Linked DNA regions of Oryctolagus cuniculus: region 2 is linked to region 1. A link is a contact called in public Hi-C data. All regions are on one chromosome and are shown on one strand. Each heading gives the region's core, a stretch centred on a gene start, on an enhancer-like site or on the middle of the called end of the contact. The rest is flanking DNA. Distances are from core to core; before and after follow the strand shown.

What was found. A called contact is a pair of places that touch in the nucleus more often than the background predicts.
Region 2: a Hi-C map of an unstated tissue shows a contact between it and region 1, with 2.2 times the contacts expected there. The contact joins the enhancer-like site here to the promoter of CNST in region 1. A contact is called at or near these places in 3 of 6 Hi-C or Micro-C datasets (liver, skin fibroblasts and an unstated tissue).

The regions. Positions count from the first base shown.
Region 1 is chr13:66,507,416-66,510,691 of mOryCun1.1, forward strand. CNST (consortin, connexin sorting protein) reads left to right here and starts at 1,534. Exons shown (of 11, transcript XM_051820807.2): 1 at 1,534-1,858. It overlaps TFB2M (transcription factor B2, mitochondrial), which reads right to left and starts at 1,526. Exons shown (of 8, transcript XM_002717631.5): 1 at 1,035-1,526; 2 at 10-98. The coding sequence starts at 1,338.
Region 2 is chr13:66,562,826-66,566,101 of mOryCun1.1, forward strand. All of the region lies in intron 3 of CNST (consortin, connexin sorting protein), which reads left to right. Among named protein-coding and RNA genes, the nearest start is that of CNST, 56 kb to the left of the region's middle. Within about 2 kb of position 1,711, at least 1 of the 8 cell types and tissues checked has an H3K27ac peak or open chromatin away from gene starts, as enhancers often do.

The sequences.
Region 1 (3,276 bases), core at 284-2,783:
GAAATATACCTCCAAACGAGGAATGAAATTTCTGTCACTTTCAAGGGCAACCACTTTGGCACCAGTTTCAAGTAATGCCTGAGTCAGCACTCCAGGACCTAGGATAATAACAAAAGAAAACATTTAGATGCAAAAGTAACAATATAATCTTTCTCAATATCAGAAGTTTATTAGGTATTATACATGTATTATCTAATTTTCATTCCCACTACACTCCCAAATGAGGTATTACTCTATTTTAATCACTTGACTGCAACATTCCAACAGGTAAGTATGCAGTTTGGTTTCGAATCCATTCTGTCAGTGACTGCAACTTGCACTCTTAATTACAATGTTTCATCACCTCTTAGAAGAAAAAAGCAACAAAAAGGAGTGCCTGGAGCCTACCACACTTACTCATTCATGATCATCGAGATCAAATCAAGCATAAATAAAACTGACTCTTCAAGGTAGGAAAGGGTGTTTTAACAATTATTATTCAGAGGCCAGTGCTGTGGCATAGTGGGTTGCCTGCAGGGAAGGCATCCCATACCGGCACAGGCTGTCTTGGCTGCTCCCCTTCTGATCCAGCTTCCTGCTAATGAGCCTGGGAAAGCAGCATAAAATGGCCCATTTACTTGAGCCCCTACATCCACATGGGAGACCTTGAAAAAGCTTCTGATTTCGGCCTTGCCCAGCCCTGGCCACTGTGGCCATTTGGGGAGTGAAAGAGTGGATAGAAGCTCTCGGTCTCTTTGCCTTTCAAATAAACGATTATTAAAAAAAAAAAAAAGAATTATAAATCTATAAATCTTGTGTTCTCAGCATCCTGCTATAGTCTACGGGAGATGCACAGGACAGGATAAAATTCTTGGGGGGGGGGGTGGCACTTTTAACTATGTGCGAGGAGAGCAAAATCTAAGAATATGTCTCATTCGTGGACAACAACTAAGCTTCTTCAAGAAAACGGAAGTGTCAATAGCACCCTACCTGCGGTCTATAAAAGTCTGCCTAAGTGACGAACATTCAAGAAAATGCAATTCAGCTAGACTCACCTGGATTGCACTCTAAGAAGAGAGAGCGAGGGTCTTTTTGACTCCCCCGCAGGATCTGCACCAAGGTCTCAGCCAATCCCCGACTGCTTACGTAACGCTTAGGGTCCAAGCGGTGCTTGCATACCCAGGGAGGCGATTCCCCGAAGTCAGGATAGGGCAACAGCTGCGGGGATGAATCAGACAAGCCACGGCGAGGCGGGTCTCCACGCGTTGTCGCTCGGGTCCTCAAAATGCAAAAGCGACCCGCGCCCGCCAGGGCTAAGGGCGCCAACCGCAAAGGAAGTCCCGTCGCTGGGACCCACATCGTCACCTCCAAGGTGCCCTCTCACATGACCCAGGGTCGCTATTCCGGTGAACCCCATGAAGGGCATCCCACGTGCAACATCTCCGCGCTGCAGACCAGGCCTGGCGGAAGTAAACACCAGCAACTGCGCACGCGAACGACTGGTCCAGCCCACTTGCCTACCTCACTTCCGTTTCCTCCCCGGCTTCGCCTCCCGAGAGCTGTGAGTGGACCGATGAGGAGTGAGACCGACCATCTGGGTGTGTCCGGACTCGTACTCTATGGTTGCCCGCCCTCTGCACTTCCTCTCTAGCCGCTCGCGCTCTATGCTCCGCGGTCGCGGGCCGCCAGCCGCCTGCCGGCCAGCCCCGAGGGGTGCGCAGAGGGAGGCGGGGCGGAAAGGCAAGAGGTGTCTCCTCCGGCGGAGCCGCGGGAGACCTGAGCAAGCTAAGTGACAGCTCGGCGGCCGCCATGTCCGCGAAAGGGGCTGGAAGCAGACCCGGCGGCCAGCGGTAACCCTCGGGCCGCCTCCGATTCCCAGGTGAGGAGAGGTCGAGCGGGATGCGGGGGACCCGCGGGCTCGCGGCCGGCTTGGAAAGCCTTTCGGAAGCCCCTCGCTCCTCCCCCTGAGCGGTGCCGGTCCAGCAGCGCCGCTTCTGCCCTCACCTCCGCCCCCTCTCCGCTCGCCTGTTTTGCTCTCCTCAGTGGCTGTGGGTCTCCCCCTCGCGCGCGGCGCGCCGGGTTCCCTCCTCCCTGGGGGACTTGGCTGCAGAAGGCGCTCCTGGCCCTGCCCGCGGAGCCGCTTGCGGCTTCCACCTTGCTTCTCGTCCTCTCCGTCCTCTTGCCCACAGCGCGCTGCCTCCACCCTTGTGGATGCTTTTTATTTTCTCCCCATACCTGGTTCCCTCGCCCCCGCCATCACTTTGGTTGTCAGGAACCGCCTCGCGTCTTCCTTCGGTTTCTCCCTGTGGGCCAGTGTTTTACTTAATTTTTCGTCTTTAATTTGAGTGTTTGAAAGACTAAAATTCAAGATGAAAAATTAAGACTTAAAAAAAAAAATACCCTTCTAAGCTTGAAGAGATGAAGAGTTCAGGATGCTTGTGTTTGTCCCCGTATAAACTTAAATCAAGCACAAGTACCGTGGAATGCGATTCTAAAGACCAGTTTCAAAGACACTAAAAATAGGGTGCTTTAATGGAAATTTTGGCAGTCGTTTAACCTATTGGGCAATGTTAGAAGACCTGATTCTTTGAAAGTGATTTCAGTGTTTGAAGCTTTAGCCATTATCTTTGCCACCAAAACAGCCAATCAGCTTCCTGCTTTAAATACGTGCAATCCTTTTTGCTTACTGTACTCGCAGCATGATTGAGCTTGGCATTTTAATGCACAGGGAAGGGTTTCTAAGGAATGTGTCACCAAGCAAATAGGCTGAAGATTGTATGCCGCTGATGGAGTTCAGCTAAGGAATTGACTGCCTAGCACCGCCTAGTTTGGATTATGAATGTGTTGAGACACCGAGGAAACGAGCTAATCAGCTGTTGTGGAAGCCCTGGGGACTCATTGATCTTAGTTTTCTTCCATTCTTGTTTTGTGCAGTTTTCTCATTGACTGTTTTCTCCAGGTGACTTTGACATTCTCTAAACACCTGAGAAAGCTCCCGCTACCCTTTGCTGAACTGTCTTGCCGTCTAGCCTTAAAAAAATTTTCATATATTCAGAAATGCACTGAATTTTACCCTGAGAGCCTTGGATGCCTAACGTTTTAAAATCAAATACAGCAGAATGATGTTTTCAAGTAGAGGAAGGACATGGTTCCCTCACAGAAATGTGTCATTTTAAAGGGTTTTTCCCTTTAAAAATTGTTTTAAATGCTTGTTTTAAAATGCACTTTCTTATTTCATAAGTCTGTGGACCAAAGTTAGTTTACTCCTGGAGGAACCAAGTTAGTTTTTTAATTTTG
Region 2 (3,276 bases), core at 461-2,960, 56 kb after region 1:
AGTAATTTACAAATCTAGGTGAAAGGCATATAGTTGTTGATTTTACTTGAACTCCTCTGGGCAATTTCAGTTAAAAGTTGGGGGACAAGACATTTTAGGAGACTGGGCATTTAGGCACATCCCACATCAGCGTACCTGGGTTTGATCTCTGATTCTGGCTTCCAGCTATTAGCACCCTGGGAGGTAGTGGTGATTGATGGCTTAAGTAAGTTGGTTCCTATCACTCTTTTTTTTTTTTTTTTTTTGACAGGCAGAGTGGACAGTGAGAGAGAGAGAGACAGAGAGAAAGGTCTTCCTTTGCCGTTGGTTCACCCTCCAATGGCCACCGCAGCCAGTGTGTGGTGGCCGGTGCACCACGCTGATCCGATGGCAGGAGCCAGGTACTTATCCTGGTCTCCCATGGGGTACAGGGCCCAAGTACTTGGGCCATCCTCCACTGCACTCCCGGGCCACAGCAGAGAGCTGGCCTGGAAGAGGGGCAACCGGGACAGAATCCGGTGCCCTGACCGGGACTAGAACCTGGTGTGCCGGCGCCGCTAGGTGGAGGATTAGCCTAGTGAGCCGCGGCGCCAGCCTCCTATCACTCTTGTGCAAAGTGTGGCTCCGGTCTTTGCCCTAGGCCCTTGCAGGCGTTTTAGGGGTTGGGGGAGTAGACCAGCAAATGGGAGCTCACTCTCTTTTTCCCTCTGCCCCCAAGTTAAAATTTTAAGGTTTTTGTTTTGTTTTGTTTTGTTTGTTTGTTTGTTTGTTTGTTTAATCTGAGTGACAGAGAGAGATCCTCTATCCACTGGTTTACTCCACAAATGCCGCAACAACCAGTGTTGGGCCATGCTGAAGCCAGGAGTCTTCAACTCCATCAAGGTCTCCTACGTGTATGGTAGGAACCCAAGTACTTCAGCAACATCTCCTGCCTTCAGGTCCATTGGCAGGAAGCTGGTTTGAAAGCAAAGGTGGGACTCAATCCCCAGCACTCCAGTATTGGATGTAGGCAATTCTAAGAGGCAGTTTAACCCACTGCACCACAATGCCCACGCTCAAAAAATTTAAATTCAAAAGAAAGAACAGGGGCCAGCACTGTAGCGCAGCAGGTTAAGGCCCCAGCCTACAGTGCCAGCATCCCATATGGGCACTGGCTTGAGTCCTGGCTGTTCCACTTCTGATCCAGTTCTCTACTGTGGCCTGTGAAAGCAGTAGAAGAAGGCCCAAGTCCTTGGGCCCCTGCACCCATGTGGGAGACCCAGAAGATGCTCCTGGCTCCTGGCCTTGGATCAGCTCAGTTCTGGCCATTGCGGTCATTTGGGGAGTGAACCAGCAGATGGAAGAGCTCTCTCTCTCTCTCTGGCTCTACCTCTCTCTGTAACTCTGTCTTTCAAATAAATAAAATAAATCTTTTTTAAAAAAAGAACATTTGGAAATAGAAAGTGTAGACAAATCTTTGGAAGGCATTTCTATCACTGAGCTGGAATAGTCTTTCCTACTGGCAGGTAAGCCTATAGCAGAAGCAAATCTACTAGAAAATCACATTTTTAAGCAGGAAGATGATAATCATATCTGAAGATTATTTAATTTTTTATGTCCCAAAATAAAATCTACTCCTACTCCCAGGAACATATTGGTTTGCTGAATCTGGTGGATTATGATTCCTAAATATCTCAGTGCTCTATCCTCTTTGGAAAAGGAGCTTAGAGAATATAGTGGTGGTTCAAAGCCATGGGCTTTGGCTCCACCACTAAAAAGCCAAGTGGCTTTCAGTTTCTTCTTCTGTAAGGCTTTAGACAATTAAATGAATTATTGCATGTAAAAGCACTTAACAAAATGTTTGATACACAATAAAAGCCAAATAAGCATTAATTCTTATAACTACACCCTTACTGTCACTAATTCTAAGATTACTTGTTGAAAACAAGGGTGGAGTTAGCAAAGATATGCTGAAGTCCTCAGGAAACTGAGACATCAGGGAACAGCAGTCAGCTAATGGCTGCCTCCTCAGCCACAGAATGCGGAATATCCTGTCATCTCCCAGGGGACACAAATTAGGGAGGGGCGGAAGTTCAGTTGACTTCCCAGCACACCATACTGTGCCTTTTCACCTAGAATCCACGCTGGGTGACATTACTCACTTTTTCTGCTGAAACACTTTAAAATAATTTGCAAACATTACATTGCTTTACCCCTAGGTTCTTACAGCTATCTTCCAAGACCAAAGATATTACCTTACGTAATCCACAAGGATGTTATCAATCCCAAGAAATTAGAACAGAACAGTCTTTCTTTTTCTTTTTTGGACTTTTTAAACATTGATACTTATCAAGAGAATAATTGTAGAGAATTATCAAAAGAATATTGTAGAATATCCCACAATTAGACACTGTCTGATTGTTTCTTCATGATTTGATTTAGGGTAAAACATTTTGGGTCAGAATTCTGTTGAACATGCCGTGTCCAGTTCTCTCTTGGACTCATTTTCCAGTGGTGCCTGTCCCCACAATTCCAGCAACATTGCATCATGATGGGCACTGGTACCCATGCTGTCAAATCTGGTACTCAGTCCTCATCTTATTGAAGTGTTAGGAGCTTTGATAAGTTGATCAGAGTCCAATTTTTGAAGGGAGGTGGACAGGAACAGAGACAGAAGAGACAGGGACAGGGAGCGAACCACCTCCACTGGTTCAGTCCCCAAATGCCTGGGAGCTAGGAACACAATCCAGGTTCCCATGTGAATGGCAGGGATCCAACCATCTGAGCCACCACTTAACTGCTTCTCCTTCTCAGGGTGCACATTAGCAGGAAACTTGAATTGAAATGGACCTGGGACTTGAACCAGGAGCCCATGTGGGGTGTAGGCATCTCAAGTGTTATCTTAACTGCTGTTCCAAACCCTGTTCCATATATTCTATTTTGAAGCATTTTCTTTATTTATCTTTAGGGATTGCTCATCCTTGGCTTTTACCACCTACCTCACTGACCCTGCCTCCTTAATGCTCATTTGCTGAATTCCCATACCCTACTCATTTTTAAACACTAAAGTACTTCAGGGTTCAGTTCTTGACCCTATTCTAATTCTGTACTTACTGGATGATTCCATCTAGTCTTGTAGGTGTTGTACTCTTCCTTTCCTGAACATCGTCCAGACTTCACAGCTGCCTGAGATTTCTAATGGGCGTTTCAAATTAAATCTCTGAAACTGAATTTAGATTTTTCTCCCAAGTCTACCTCTTTCACAGTCTTCTCTTTTGTTAATTGCCAGCTCCATCCCTTGTCTTGGTAAACTTACTA